2 separate regions of the Danio rerio genome follow, and region 1 is linked to region 2. The links are chromatin contacts, called in public HiCAR-type maps. All regions are on one chromosome and are shown on one strand. Each heading gives the region's core, a stretch centred on a gene start, on an enhancer-like site or on the middle of the called end of the contact. The rest is flanking DNA. Distances are from core to core; before and after follow the strand shown. Region 1 holds the start of caska (calcium/calmodulin-dependent serine protein kinase a). Region 2 holds the start of gpr82 (G protein-coupled receptor 82).

Region 1 (7,270 bases), core at 1,042-3,541, 180 kb before region 2:
CTGTTGCTTCCATTAAGAAAAATGAATTAGTGGACTATCTAGAGTTAAAGACTAATAGCACAATCAAGTCATTTTGTTTAATCTTAGATGGATTTCTTGTAATATGAATAATGCATGAATAAAGTATTTTGTTAAAAGCAGCAGCATGCATCTTTCAGCAAGACTGCGTTTGTCAAGAGTGAACCAGTTTCAATTAATGAAAGAGCAAGAGTTTTCTGACTGCAGCTGATCTTAACAACAAAGAAAAGATAAGGCCAAGGAATCCAAATACAAGATTATATTGAGATTGTGTAGTTGCAGTACGATTTTTAATTTAGATCCATCGATTACTGCATGCTTGAATGTGTGGTAAGATGTAAAAACATGCAGGGGCTTTAAACATTTATTCGACATTCAACGATGACCCGCAATACTAAAACTCTTATTTACTGTGTTTAATATGGATCTATGGAGAGACATATATATCTATTAAATCACTTTATTTTTCATCTCTGTGGAAATATTTTAACATCTATGATTCATTTCTACAAAATACTATGCACTCCCCAGAATAAAGGTTAAAAAAAGCTGTCTATGGACGGTTCCTTTTCAAAAGGTACATGTTTCTACCGAAAGGATCTAAACAGTGTTTGTAAATTAGTGCATACATTTTGAAAAGTAACTCAGTTGCAGTTTTTGAACATTTATATGAGAGTTTAAACTAGGTTTAGTGTATAGTAAAATCATTTTGGTTACCATGTTGTTTAAAATGTCTATTTAATTTGCAGGTATGGTTCATTTTCATGTGGCAACATACACTCACTGGCCACTTTATTAGGTACACCTGTTTAACTGCTTGTTAATGCAAATTTCTAATCAGCCAATCACATGGCAGCAACTCAATGTATTTAGGCGTGTAGACATGGTCAAGACGATCTGCTGCAGTTTAAACCGAGCATCAGAATTGGGAAGAAAGGCGATTTATGTGACTTTGAACGTGACATATTTGTTGGTGCGAGACGGGCTGGTCTGAGGAGAATGACCGAATTCGATACAACCGAAGTATGCAGAAAACTACCTCTGAAAGCACAACACATATAACGTTGAGGCGGATGGGTTACAGCAGCAGAAAACCACACTGAGTACCACTCCTATCAACTAAGAACAGGAAACTGAGGCTACAATTCACACAGGCTCACTGAAATTGGACAATAGAAGATTGGAAAAGCGTTGCCTGGTCTGATGAGTCTCGATTTCTGCTGCAACGGTTCAGGCTGGTGGTTGTGGTGTAATGGTGTGGGGGATATTTTCTTGGCACACTTTGTGCCCATTAGTACCAATTGAGCATTGTGTCAACGCCACAGCCTACCCGATTATTGTTGCTGACCATGTCCATCCCTTCATGACCACAGTGTACCCATCTTCTGATGGCTATTACTAGCAGGATAGCACGGCATGTCATAAAGCGTAAATCACTCAAACTGGTTTTTTGAACATGACAATGAGTTCACTGTTCTCAAGTGATTTCCACAGTCACCAGAACTCAATCCAATAGAGCACCTTGGGGATGTGGTGGAACGGGAGATTCACATCATAGATGTGCAACTAACAAATCTGCAGCAACTACGTGATGATATCATGTCAATATTGAGCTAAATCTCTGAAGAATATTTCCAGTACCTTGTTGAGTCGATGCCACAATGGATTAAGGCAATTCTGAAGGCAAAAGCGGCTCCAACATGGTACTAGTAAGGTATACCTAATAAAGTGGCCTGTTAGTGTATATTTATTATAGCTACTCTTAAAGATATCTCGTATAGACTCATATTAAATACATCATATTATGGCGTATTATTGTGGAAATGAATGTTCACCTATGATGTTGTCTGCTTTATTATACAGTATGTGTATGTATTGCCAATAATTATGTGCAATAATGTTTTATTCCCCAAACCACTTTTCAAATATTTTTTTATTATTATTACATAAACACATGTCTACAAAAACATATAGTCAAGCTAGTAAGTCAACTAAAGATTTTCAAGCGCAGTTCAATACGCTTTTTATCTAGGTAAACTGTCGCTTCAGCCAACAAACTCTGAGACGCCTGGTCGTCATTTTGGCTCAACCGCACGTGCCAGTCTATGCGGGAATTCCGGAATACGAAAGTCCTGTCGGAGCCATTATGGCGTAAGGCAATCCAGTTTCATAAGCGCGAGTGGGAGGAGTTTGGGTTTTCTGGAAGCTGGGAGCAGCAGCGCTGGAGTTATGAGGGGGAACTAGAGCAACGGCGGCGAGCAGGGACAGTCAGCGTGAGCGCGCACAGGGAAAAGCCGAAGCCGCGCGTGGCTAGAATGAGTGGAATCAACTGAACTGCGCACTTTAACAACAGCTTGCGTTTGAACACACAAACAAACCGCGTGCACGTCTTCTCCCCCGGCTCGAGTTAGTTAGTTTAGCGTCTAAACGACTTAACCCACTTGGTTCCGTGACTTCGGCAGCGATTATCGTGGAGTTGTTTTTAACGTTTGAATTACCTCAGCCTCGAGTGGCGGGATTAAGGGGGCCGAGAGAGAGGGAGGAGAAGGTGGGGCAGGGTGAGTCAAACGGACCGAGCGCTCACTACTGTCCGCTCGCTTCCACCAAACCACCAAAGGATAATTTTTCCCACCCAAAACCGACAGGAATCAACCATTCGCCGTTCATCGGAATTTGGAGAGCGATACAATCGGCTGTCAGCGTTTCTTTCGCGGCGCTCATTCCAGGTACTCTGAAGTGTCTGCTCGGTAATCCTCTGATATTTACCATTTGGACGGATTTTGGAGGGGGAGTGTAAATTCCCCGCTCTTGTTGGACCATGGCCGACGACGACGTGCTCTTTGAAGATGTTTACGAGCTGTGTGAGGTCATTGGCAAGTAAGTCTCACTTTGATAATGACACACGGGTGAATGTCCATCTGTGACTCGAGCTGCGCCTTTTGCGTTGTGTGTGTGTGTTTGTCTGCCAGACGAGTGTTGTCATTGCGTGAAATTCAGACTGTTGTGCTGCAGTGCTGTGCTGTTGAACACATGATAGTTAGATTCAGTCGTAACTCTTTACAAACTGCATGTTGTCTGAGGCTGGAGCAATGAGGAATGGGAGTGGCGAGTGTGAGAGATGAGAGAAGTGTACTTTGAGCGTTCGTGCAGGTAACGTTAGATGCCATCCACTACTATTGTTTTTGCATAGCTTCCTCTACTGCTGTCAGCGTTGATGTTTCTGCAAATGATTGTGTTTTGGTGGATAAACCAATTTCGTGTCACCTGGCTTTCATGTGTTATCTAGAAATGTCAGGTTTGTGCTTGCAGTCTTGTTCGTTTGTAGTTGTTACTGGTATTGACCACTATACCTGTACTTTACGTGTGCTGAGAGTTCTAGCCATTATAATATTGAGGTAAAGTGGGTTTCATATTCACATATCTGTTTATTTTAATGGTCATTGTATTGTTTACCACGCTACTTTGAATATTTGCTCTGAAATCGCATTTAAGTATCACCACACAACAACATCAGCACTGTTTAATTGACTGAACAATGTTGTACTTCAGTCATTGGCTGCTAATATGATTTCACTATTCAGAATTTGCTAATATTTTTCTGAAATTATATTATTAAGGACAAAGTCTGAATATGTAAATATTTGGAATATAAAGCAAACTTTACCTTAGTATTATAAATAGTTGTTTGATGTGAGTATAACATAATAAATGCCTTAAATGCAATGCATTATTAGTATTATGTATGTGTATGTGTGTTTATAATATTCAATGTAATTGCTATTTAATAATTTGTGTATTTTATTTACTTTTTTAATGTTGTATTTATGTTGTAAAACGCATTACAAAAATATACAAAAATGACAACATAAACATTTAACAATAAGCAAATACACTGAAGAATATTTTTAACAAAATAAATAAATGAATAATAAAAAAAAAAACACTAGTTCAATCTTACATACAGAAAATACAGGTCTACAATTTGCTGACCACAACTAGTATCCAGTACCAAGCTGGGAGTTGGGGGTGGGGACTCAATCAGAAGGGGCAGGGTTAAGCTGAAAAGTTTGGACATGTTTGCGAAGGGGTTCTCACAGTTTACTGAAAATTGTGCTAGATTGATGAAGAGAGTACCTATTTTTTTCATTTATTTTCTTTTCGGCTTAGTACCTTCATTATTCTGGGGTCGCCACAGAGAAATGAACTTATCCAGCATGTGTTTCACACAGCGGATGCCCATGCCCTTTTAGCTGCAACCCAACACTGGGAAACACCTATACACACTTTCACACATACAGGGAGAACATGCAAACTCCACACAGGTATGCCAACTGATCGAGCCGGGGGTCAAACCAGCAATCTTCTTGCTGTGTGGCTGTTGTGCTACCTACTGCACCACCATAGCGCCATTTTCTCATTTTCTTTACTTTTTACATATTTTTATAGATGCAGACTTAAATATGAGAATTTGTTTTTCATTATTGCTGTGAAATGTGATATTTGACAGTTAAAACTTTGCTTTTATTTGGATTTTTTTCACATTCACACTGTAGCCTTGAAAGCCAGAGTGTAATATAATATAAAATAGTGTAATGTAATTAGGGCAGCATGATATTGAACAAATCTGTCATTTCGATATTTTGTTTTGCTGCGATATGAATACAGTTTCACGAGATGGCTTGAATAGCTCTATTTGTGTAAACAAAATAAAATAAATGAATTATTGATTGGTTGATTTTGGATGCCTGTGAATCATGTATTAAATTGCAAGAATAATTACAATAGAGTAAAGAAAAAATTTAAATAAACAGTTATTTATGGTTTTCCGGAGTGTCAAACAGTATTCAGATACAGACATTTAATAATATAATGTCAAATATTACTGTATAGTCTTTATTATATTTATAAATCAGTAAAATTTATCTTCAGTAAAGTTACAAATGTTAATGATAGTCACAATCCATTATGCTTATTAATTGAAATGACTCCTCAAATCTCATGCATTTTCAATGGTTGATCAACTATAATATGCAAATTAACATTGCAGATCCTGCGATGTGACTATTGGGGACACACATTGCGCTATTGATGCTGAAATGATATATTGTGCAGCTCTGAATGTAATATCTTAAAACTTTGTGTTTTTGTACATTTTATAATAAAATATAAATATTAGACTACATTGAAGCGTCACATTCTTGCAACAGTAGTAAAGTTGTAGACTGGCTTAAAGTAATAAGCGTTGAACCTTTTAGGGAATTAAGTTATAAAGATCTAAAACAATAAAGATTAAAGATGTTTCTGATTTAATGGTTTGTCGAGCCACACTACGAGTTTGGTGACTATTTGCTCTGATGAAGGGCACAGCCTTGCATGTATCAGCAGGTCTAGAGCTTTTCCTATTAAACTGAAACGAAGTACCATTTTTAGATTGTAGTCCTACTGAATGGAACATTCACATATTGTTTTTACTGTTATTGTTATGAGACAATCTGGTGTATTTGTATTATGTAAGCAGGTTATCTCCAGCTGTTATTGATGTGCAATTGCTTGCTTGAGTTTCAGTGTGGTGCATGTAAATTTGAAATGCCATGTAATTAGAGCTCTCAACATGGTACTCTGGGATTTCAGAGTTTGTAATTAAAAGCAGTTCTGTGCGTGTAACTGTCTCATAATAACAAAACAACATATAGTTAGGATGCATACGATGGCGGATTTTCTTAAACAGCTATGTTTAGGCATGTTTAAATGTATGGGTGAAAATTTAGCCAACAAAAATAAAGCAATGGAAAAACTGGAAAACCCTGTTGATGCCGTTTCCATTAGATCTTTGTCGTACAATGATTTATGTAGTAACCCTATGATTTGTACAACACAGGATGGATTTGTGAAATCCTGGAATAAAAACAGAATTAGCAGTTTAATGCAGAATGTTATGGAATTTAGGATATATTGAATGCATAAATCAGAAATGTTATTGCAATGTGGACTGTAGTGTCTGTAAATATTCATTCATTTTCTTTTCGGCTTAGTCCCTTTATTAACCTGGGGTCGCCACAGCGAACCACCAGTTTATCCAGCATATGTTTTACACAGCGGATGGCCTTCCAGCTGCAACAAATCACTGGGAAACACCCACTCTCATTCATACTCATACACTACAGACAATTTAGCTTACCCAATTCACCTGTACCGCATGTCTTTGGACTGTGGAGGAAACCGGAGCACCTGGAGGAAACCTATGCGAACATGGGGAGCGCATGCAAACTCTACATAGAAATGCCAACTGACCCAGCCGTGGCTCGAACCAGCGACCTTCCTGCTGTGAGGCGATCGTCGTACCCACTGCTCCACAGCGCCGCTCCATCTGTAAATATTAATCTAGTAAAAAACATTTTGAAATAATGAAGTCTGCATGTTTTGTGTGCAGTAATTGTGCAGTTATATCTCATACTCAAGCATGTGATGCCTGTGTTGTTGTTTTTTTTTAGCATCTGCCGTATCACTTTGAGTGAATGAAAACATCAGCCTCATCTTCAGACCTGCCGAGAGATTCACTCACAAGCATTTTCTGTTTTATGTGAGAAAACTACAGAAACTCCCAGTGTCTTCACAACAACCTGTGGAATCTACTTGAAGAATGTTTTTGTTGTACAGTAGTCCCTTGCTATAATGTGATTCTCCTTCCGCAGTTTTGCAGATTCGCAGATTTGCAGTTTGCAATTAAACATGCTGGGTTTTTTTGGTTTTTTTAAGCGTATTGTGTTCTGCGTCCTGATTGGCTGTAGACCATTGTCAATCAATCTTCTCCATGCTGTGTTTCCTGTACAGTACAGAACACGTTTAGCTTTCCAAAGTTACATAAACCTTCAAAGGCTAGCAATGTGACTGAAGTGCTGTACTGTATGTTCACAAGTTTTCTCGCCAACAAACCCCATATTGTTGACAACTGCACTGTCAAAGGCACGGTAGCAGGCTATTTTTAGAACGTAACCCCTCAATTAACGAGGGACCACTGTACAGTAAAAGTGATGATAAAATAATATAATACAATTATTTTATTATCAGAAATAAAAGGAAAGATGATAAAAAAGTGTAATGTATTTCAAAGGCCTCCTTCAAAGGAGTTCGGGGAAAAAAAACTTGAAATTCTTAATGAGTTTACTAGATAGTCATACGTCTGTGAATAGTTTTGACCTACTGTACTAGGGCTGCACAATGTATTGTTTCAACATCGAAATCGCAATGTTGA
Region 2 (7,580 bases), core at 3,901-6,400:
TTAACCAGAAACCTGAATATACACCTCACACAATGAGGATTGTTGGCTAGTTAAAAAATGAGAATATTCAATAATTCAGTGTATCTTGATAATGAATATACACATTTTGGCCACTTTAATGTACATTGAATAATTCTTTAATATTTAAACAGTTTCTTTTCAAAATATTGAGATTGTTGCATCGGGGTGGTTGTTTATCACAACACCTAATGCTTGAAAACTTAATAGATGAGGTATTTACAAACAGCGATTTCACATGTTGATATGACCTATGACAGAGGAAAATTATGTGACTGTTTGTAGGCCTTTTGTTCGTTAACTTCGTTAAGCTTCTGCTTCATCCCATTCCATTTTCAACCATGTTAAAATGTTTTTTTTTATGATATTTTATGTATGATATTTTTGTTCAAAAATAAATAAATAAATCAAATCCAAAACTCTGTATAGCAAGCTTACATTTGTTAACATCAATTAATTTAGATAAAGCCAATGTTATGATAGCTACTGTACAAAAGCCAACCCAGGCTTATTCTAAATACGTACCACTATATACATTTCTGGAGAGAGCAAAATTCGTCCCAGGAGCTATGCTTTTTTTATTTATTTATTTATTTATTTTTGCCGTGTTTGTTTTCACCAATCCACCAGAGGCTGCTGTGTATGCTTTTTCAGATCTCAAATTTCTCTTGCAAGTGCCATTTGTGACTGCTATTCTTGCGTAAATCTACCAGAGGCCACTGTCAACTGACTGACTTACTGATTGACCAACCGACTGATAGCCCCACCCATCTCCTTCCCTAAACCCAATCCCAGCGTTTTAAAAAGAAAAGCTCTTGACACTCTGGAGGTAATTAATAAAATACATTAATACTGAAATGGTTCAGGCATTTTAGAATGACCAAAACAACATTTCCGATGTTCTGCAGTGTGCTCAGCCTCCTGGTTTGTCTATTTACACACATTTCCATCATCATCTCTTATAACAAACCTTTTTTTAATGCACATACTGGAATTTGTTCAGTAAAAGTGTTTTCATCGCAGTTCATGCACATCTTGTCGAATATAAAGTTTATCCTACTCAGTTATGCGCATGTTTTTATGCATATTTTTTAAAACTTATATGCATTATGGCGTTTACATCAATCGTTTTTATGCGCATAACCAAAATGAGCATTAAAAAAAGGTGGGTAGAAGCGTAAGGCTAAGGCGAGAAATACCGTTTCGTCTTTAAAAAAGAGACGGAGAACGGCAAAAACTACGAGTTAAGAGAATAAACCCGGCTCCTGACCAGGTTAGATTCACAAAGTAAGTTACCACGGTAACTGACTCTGAGTTAAAGTTACTTCTCTTTCAGAAATAGGCTTTTCTTACCCTGCTTTCTCCAGTTCGACAAACCTGCCATTTTGAAACGGAAAACCCAGAATTTTTCTCATTTCAGGATTAAAAGTTTTCTCTTAACTTCCTTTCTGAAACGGGCCCCTGGAATCATTCTTCACCTACTCTAACCCACACTCTCAAGTGTGCTGAGGTACATTTTGAGCTACCGGACAACTGATAACAGCAAAAAAGCCGTTCATACAGAGTTAAATGGTCGGCGAGTAAGCAAAAAAGGAACAGAATCACACCGCCCCGTAGCTTTCGTTTTAAAGCCATACGTAGTGTAGCTCCGGCTACATAATTTGTGATCTCCAGAATTGTAGGTAGGGCTACTTTTTCACAGTGAGCCTATGTTGACAAAGCAGTAATTCATTTTAGATGATTATCAATTCATAGTTAATGGCTGATAATAATTTTAAATTGTAATTGTTGTATTAAGCAAATAATACAATTCAGTTGTATTTTTAAAGTACCACTATAATATGGATATTTCTTGCTGTTAATTTGAATGCATTTAATGACGTTTACTAACAAGACTTTATTGTAAAGTGTAACCTGTTGTACTTTATCATTCTTTTGCAGTTTAATTAGTTTAAATCATTTTATTTACTCTGAACATTTCAATACAATAAGCCAATACACCAAGTATTTTTTGGTGATTATACCTATTAGGGTAAATCTGTTTTGCAACATAAATCAATATGATAATACCACACATTGTGATGAAAGCTTCAGCATTTAATCGCAACAAGAACATTTGATACCAGAAGAAGCCTGCTGTGGGACTTTTTTGATGTAGGTGTAACCACTGCAAAAGTTCTCACAGCTTCAGGTAAACCAAAGAACAATAGACATGCGGAAGTAATCCAGATAATGAGAAGAAAGACTTGCTTTCCTTTTGGTGTGTGTGGCAAGCAGCATTCAGATGTTAGGAAACCTTGCTCACAATGGGCTTCCTTTGTGCTGAAGTACAGTGTCCTCTCAGATTAACGTCTAATGACACCCTGTTGTTCCTTGAGATAGCTGTCCCACATTAGACTTAGAGGACTGACTGTCGTCTGTGCTGCTGCGTAATCTTAGCAGGCTGAGTGTGTGGTTACGAAACGTTTTATCCAGTAAGAAGTACATGAGGGGGTCTGTGCAACCTCGCAGAGTTGCTAAACAGAGGAGGATACTCTTGACCTCCACATACATGGACAGTGGATGGCAGCCATCTGTTGAAGATGCTCCAGACCAAGACTGTTTGTTGATGATATGAATAAAGACGGCTTTATAAATGTGATGAGGCAGGAGACAGACTACCAGCACAGCCTTAATGATGACGATATTCCGGAACACTCTCACATGCACTCGCTGGCTGTCAGAGATGGCTGCGCTTTTCTTGGACCTCCAGATGTGCTTGATCACTGCCATATAAGTGCATAAGACCAACAGGAAAAAGACAAAGAACAGAGAAACGGCCACTAAAGCGAAAATGTGAGATCCTTTCCCACCAACTTCCACTGCTACACCGTAGCACTCTTCATCTCCATCGCCATCTTCTACACTTCTAACCTCCCTGACTGAGTACAGCACCACAAAGGATGTGACGGCTATACCAACTATAGCCCAGGTGACCACACACAGCGCGTTAGCCAGTTTTGCATGACGTTTTCGAGAAAGGAAGGCTCTGGGTAGAACTTTAAGCCAACGGCTTGGGCGGTCAGCATGGGAGTGTTGAATCAGTGAAGCAAAGCGACTGAGTGCTACCCAGCTCAATATCATCACACCAATGCAGATGTTGATGTGAATGACCGGAGTTAAAATGTTGATCGCTATTTTGCACATTGTGTTGTTTTGGTGCCACATGGTCCCAAGTGAGTAGTACGCGGCCTGAAAAGGCATGGTGAGACAGAGCAACAGGTTGGAGATCCCGAGGTTAATCAGATAGATGTGGGTGGGTGTTTTGACTGGGATCTTGCACATAAACACCCATAGAGAAATAAGATTCCCCGGCACGCCAGTAACAGACATGGTTGTGTAGATAATAGGGAGAACTACTCTTGTAGTGCACGTTTGGCACAGGTTAGAAATGTTATGTTCAGCATCTGAACTGTTTGCCATCAAGCTCTCGGAGAAGGGAAATTCTCAACAGCTGAAAAACATAGTGAAAATGTTATTCTTAAGTGGAAGTGTTGTTTTATAACACAATATTAATTTTTTTTTTTTTTTTGTGAAAGTTTTTTTGAACTCCTTGACCAAAGTTTTTCATTTTATTTATTTTCTTATCATATTTATTTTTGTATTGTCAGGTTTATGTTTAGGAGATACATATTTTTTTTAAATAAACAAAGAAAGATGTGCGAGTTGCAAAAAACACTACATAAAATAATGTCTTGGTGTATGTGCAAAATTAAGTGGACCCTATGCTGTCTTGTACAAGTGGGTAACAGATTCAGTTATCAAGAAGCACCCAACTGAACATAAAACCTGGGCCAAACGTCCATGCTTCTAAAATCAATGGTCTATGCTTTGTCCAAATATTTTCTGACAGAGTTGAAATATGAGCTTAGCTCTTTCTTTTTCTTCTTCTCTTCAAACAAATTCAACTGCTAAACATACATTTTACATTTGATATATATATATATATATATATATATATATATATATATATATATATATATATATATATATATATATATATATATATATATATATATATATATATATATATATATATGAATACTAGTTATCAGAACAGCAGAATTGTTAGTTCTGTTAGTAGTTTAAATTGGTAAGCTGTGCTTCCTCTGACATACAGTTGCAGAACTAACCTTTAATTTCACTTGCATTCCTGTAAATATTCTACATAATTGCAGAAGTTCATAAACCACTTTCAGTGTCATCTTTTTTTTTTGTAGATACAGTGCTCAGCATATACAAGTACACCGCTCACAAATCTCTTTCAAATTCATATTTTAATAGGAAGCTGAACAATATTATAGTTGTGTTTATACATTAGTTTATTCAGTACTGCAGCCAAATTTGGAGCTTATCTAACAAAAAAACTTACAATAACGGTCCAAAAACTAGTACACCCAAATTTATATGCTATAGAAAAATATAAAATGCAAATGTAAAAAAGATCGAAAATTAAGAGACGAACAATTTTAGTTGAAATTTTGTAGGTTGTAATTTTTTATATATTTTTATTATTTTAATTGAATTTAATTGTATTATCTTTTAATTTCTAAAAATGTTTGCTGACTAAAATATAATTTTAATAAATATATCTGTAAATATTTTATATATAAATATAAAATGTGTGTATGTGTATATATATATATATATATATATATATATATATATATATATATATATATATATATATATATATATACATATACACATACATACACACACACACACACACACACACACACACAAATTATTTTACTTTAAAGTATTGGCTAATGCCATAATGAACATTAAAGAGACTTAAATTAGTCATGTTAAATATTCCTCACTGCTTGTTTGAAATAACTTTTTTTTATTAATGAAAGGAAATATTTAAAACATATTTCAGTAACATATTTCAAATACTATAAAACATTAACAATAAATCACTTGTTTGTGTACAAGATTGGAGTAGATAATCCATACTAGAAGTAACTAATGCACTTACCTCACTAAATGGAGTCACTGATGTGTGCAACAGGCATCTGTGAGCTGTTTTGTTTTGGACCACCTCCCCTATACTGGTTGTTCTAGGAAGTGATGTGAGCATGAATGATATATGCTCAGTTCTCTTTTGCATGATTTCTTTCACAGATATGCTTACCTTTGCGAGTAGAACTTAAAAATGAGATTCTCTGTGAGGCTTGGCTTCCCAAAGTAGCTCATAAATGTTGTCTTTTTATTGAATTGTTAAATGAGTGGTTTAACCAGGCAAGGAATACATTGTTTGCCTGCAAAATGTAATACTCTAAACTAATTAATATAGAGTCAAATGAATTTTAACACAAAAATACTGAAAAAAAAGTTAATTTAGTAAGTTTGAATACAGAAAATGGCACTGTGCCGTATTAAACAAGGACTGTTTTAGTAGATAGCTTAAAAAGGTTCTTCGCATGACCTCTTGTGGTTAAATAGACACATTGCATTTTAAAGGCCATTCAAAATAAAGGCTTAAATAAAATTGATTAGTTTTTGTATTTATAGAACCTGCGTGCATCACATGATAACAAAATTAGATTCATAATATACAGTAGTACAAAAATATTGTTACAAATTCTTACTAATACAGTAGCTGGATTACTTCCACATGAAAACAAATATGTCACTCCACAACAGAAAAGGTTCGTTGTAGTATACAGCCTGAGTGTAGTAGTATGCTCAAAACTACTAGATGCCACTTTTAAAAAAAAGCATGGTGGTATATCATATAACTTTGCCACAAATTCTGCCTCTATCCACAATCATACTGATGATTGTGACGGCACATTGCTAACCCAGAGGTTAGCGGGTTTCACAGCTTGCAGATAGTTTTTAACAGGAAGCGTGATCGTTGCAAACTTTTTTTTCTCTTTAATTCCTCAAGGCGGTTTTAGTTGGTGGTTTAATTCAGCTTCATTTTTCTTGTCTTCCGATACCTGCACAGTATGCATCTGATGTGTGTCCAAGCTTTTCGAGATTTCAGGTTTGGGTTTAGGCCTGGTGTTGCGATTGACCCGACAGCAGCGCAAACGAAAAACCAGCTGGAGGAGGGGATGCAGACAACAGCTGAGAGCTGCAATGAATATGGTGCCCATTTTTATCCTGAACTCTTCCTGGCAGTTTTCATGCTGCGATGTTATTAAAATGATCCTTTGCACATGATAGGGCAAGAAGCAGAGTACAAACATTATGACTGAAGCCAAGATCTTCCTGCGAACCTTTAGACCTCCTCCAGGTCCAAATCCAGCACCGACTAAACTTCCTACCCTCACCTTCTGCAGATGGAAGATCAGCCGGCTGTAGCTGACCAACATCAAACACAAAATGAAGAAGAACGTTGACACGCCTAAGCAGTGGATAGTTTGGAATTTATTTTGATAGCGAATATAACTGTTGCCAACTTGGTCAAAGCAACTTCCGTTGATTTGTAAGCTCAGTTTAAGGCCCATGCACGTGCCGACGACTATGAAGATCACCAGCCAGGTAGAAAAGCAAAGGATCCAACAAGACTGGGTGTGTTTGAACACCTGAAACAATGAGTGGCTTGGTTTTACCACCGTTGTATAACGGTTGATGCTGGTCCATAAAAGAAAGCACATGTTGCAATAGAGGTTAATGTAGAAGCAAGAGTAAATAATCAGCTCTACTGCATTGCAAACTGGAGTTCCGGATAGCCACTCAGTGTTCTTCCTGTGGTAAACTGTTCTGAAGAAAAAACTGCAGCACATCAGCAGGTCTGAGAAGATTATGTTGAGAGTGAAGATGACAGTGGGCGTCCTTTCTGATCTCCAGAGATTCACCAACACCAGTCCATTGGCTGGAAGGCCCAGGAGAGCCAAAGAGAGATAGAGCCAGGGCAAAATGGCTGCATGGCTTTCTTCAGGTTGTATTTTGCAGATGCTACAGAAATAGAGAAGGAAGTGAAAACTGAGAACTTAGATTCTCTTGTCTGTATTGAAATGAGCAAGTGGTCATTGTGCTAAATCCAGTCTCAATTTACCTTTACTTGGCTTATTTAATAAATATATTCAGGAAATAATTTGGCTAAATAGTACAGCTTTCATGATTCAAAGATGAATTTTCTACAGAAGTAGAGAAGGAAATGAAAACTGAGAACTTAGATTCTCTTGTTTGTATTGAAATGAGCAAGTGGTCATTGTATTAAATCCAGTCTTAATTTACCTTTAATTGGCTTGTTTGGTAAATATAACTAAGAAATAATTTGGCTAAATATTACAGTTTTCATGATTTTCCTGCATCATCACTTCAGTCTTCATATCACATTGTTCTTTAGAAATCTTTTGATTTGCTGCTTAATAGAAATTTTTCATTGTCATTCTTATGGAATGATTTTTGCAGCTAGATAAGATTGAGATCCACTAACGATCAAAGTTCAAATCAAAAGATTCAAGTAAATTGATTAAAATCAACATGTACTGTGTAGGACTGTGTGATTAATCAAAATCGAATTGAAACGTTACGATTAGCTAATCGCAAGAGGCTGCAAT

The links. HiCAR-type assays count read pairs that join an accessible place to other places.
Region 1: a contact with region 2 is called in a HiCAR-type map of caudal fin, with 13 times the contacts expected there. The contact joins the promoter of caska here to the promoter of gpr82 in region 2. A contact is called at or near these places in 1 of 18 Hi-C or Micro-C datasets (caudal fin) and 1 of 4 datasets of contacts at active chromatin or transcription factors (caudal fin).

What each region holds. Positions count from the first base shown.
Region 1 is chr9:35,294,405-35,301,674 of GRCz12tu, reverse strand. It overlaps caska (calcium/calmodulin-dependent serine protein kinase a), which reads left to right and starts at 2,291. Exons shown (of 26, transcript NM_001423569.1): 1 at 2,291-2,895. The coding sequence starts at 2,837.
Region 2 is chr9:35,115,351-35,122,930 of GRCz12tu, reverse strand. gpr82 (G protein-coupled receptor 82) reads right to left here and starts at 5,150. Exons shown (of 2, transcript XM_073912892.1): 1 at 5,042-5,150; 2 at 1-3,511. The coding sequence starts at 3,480. The coding sequence ends at 2,371. All of the region lies in intron 5 of caska (calcium/calmodulin-dependent serine protein kinase a), which reads left to right. si:dkey-216e24.9 reads right to left here. Exons shown (of 4, transcript XM_017357833.4): 4 at 5,252-6,972. The coding sequence ends at 5,952.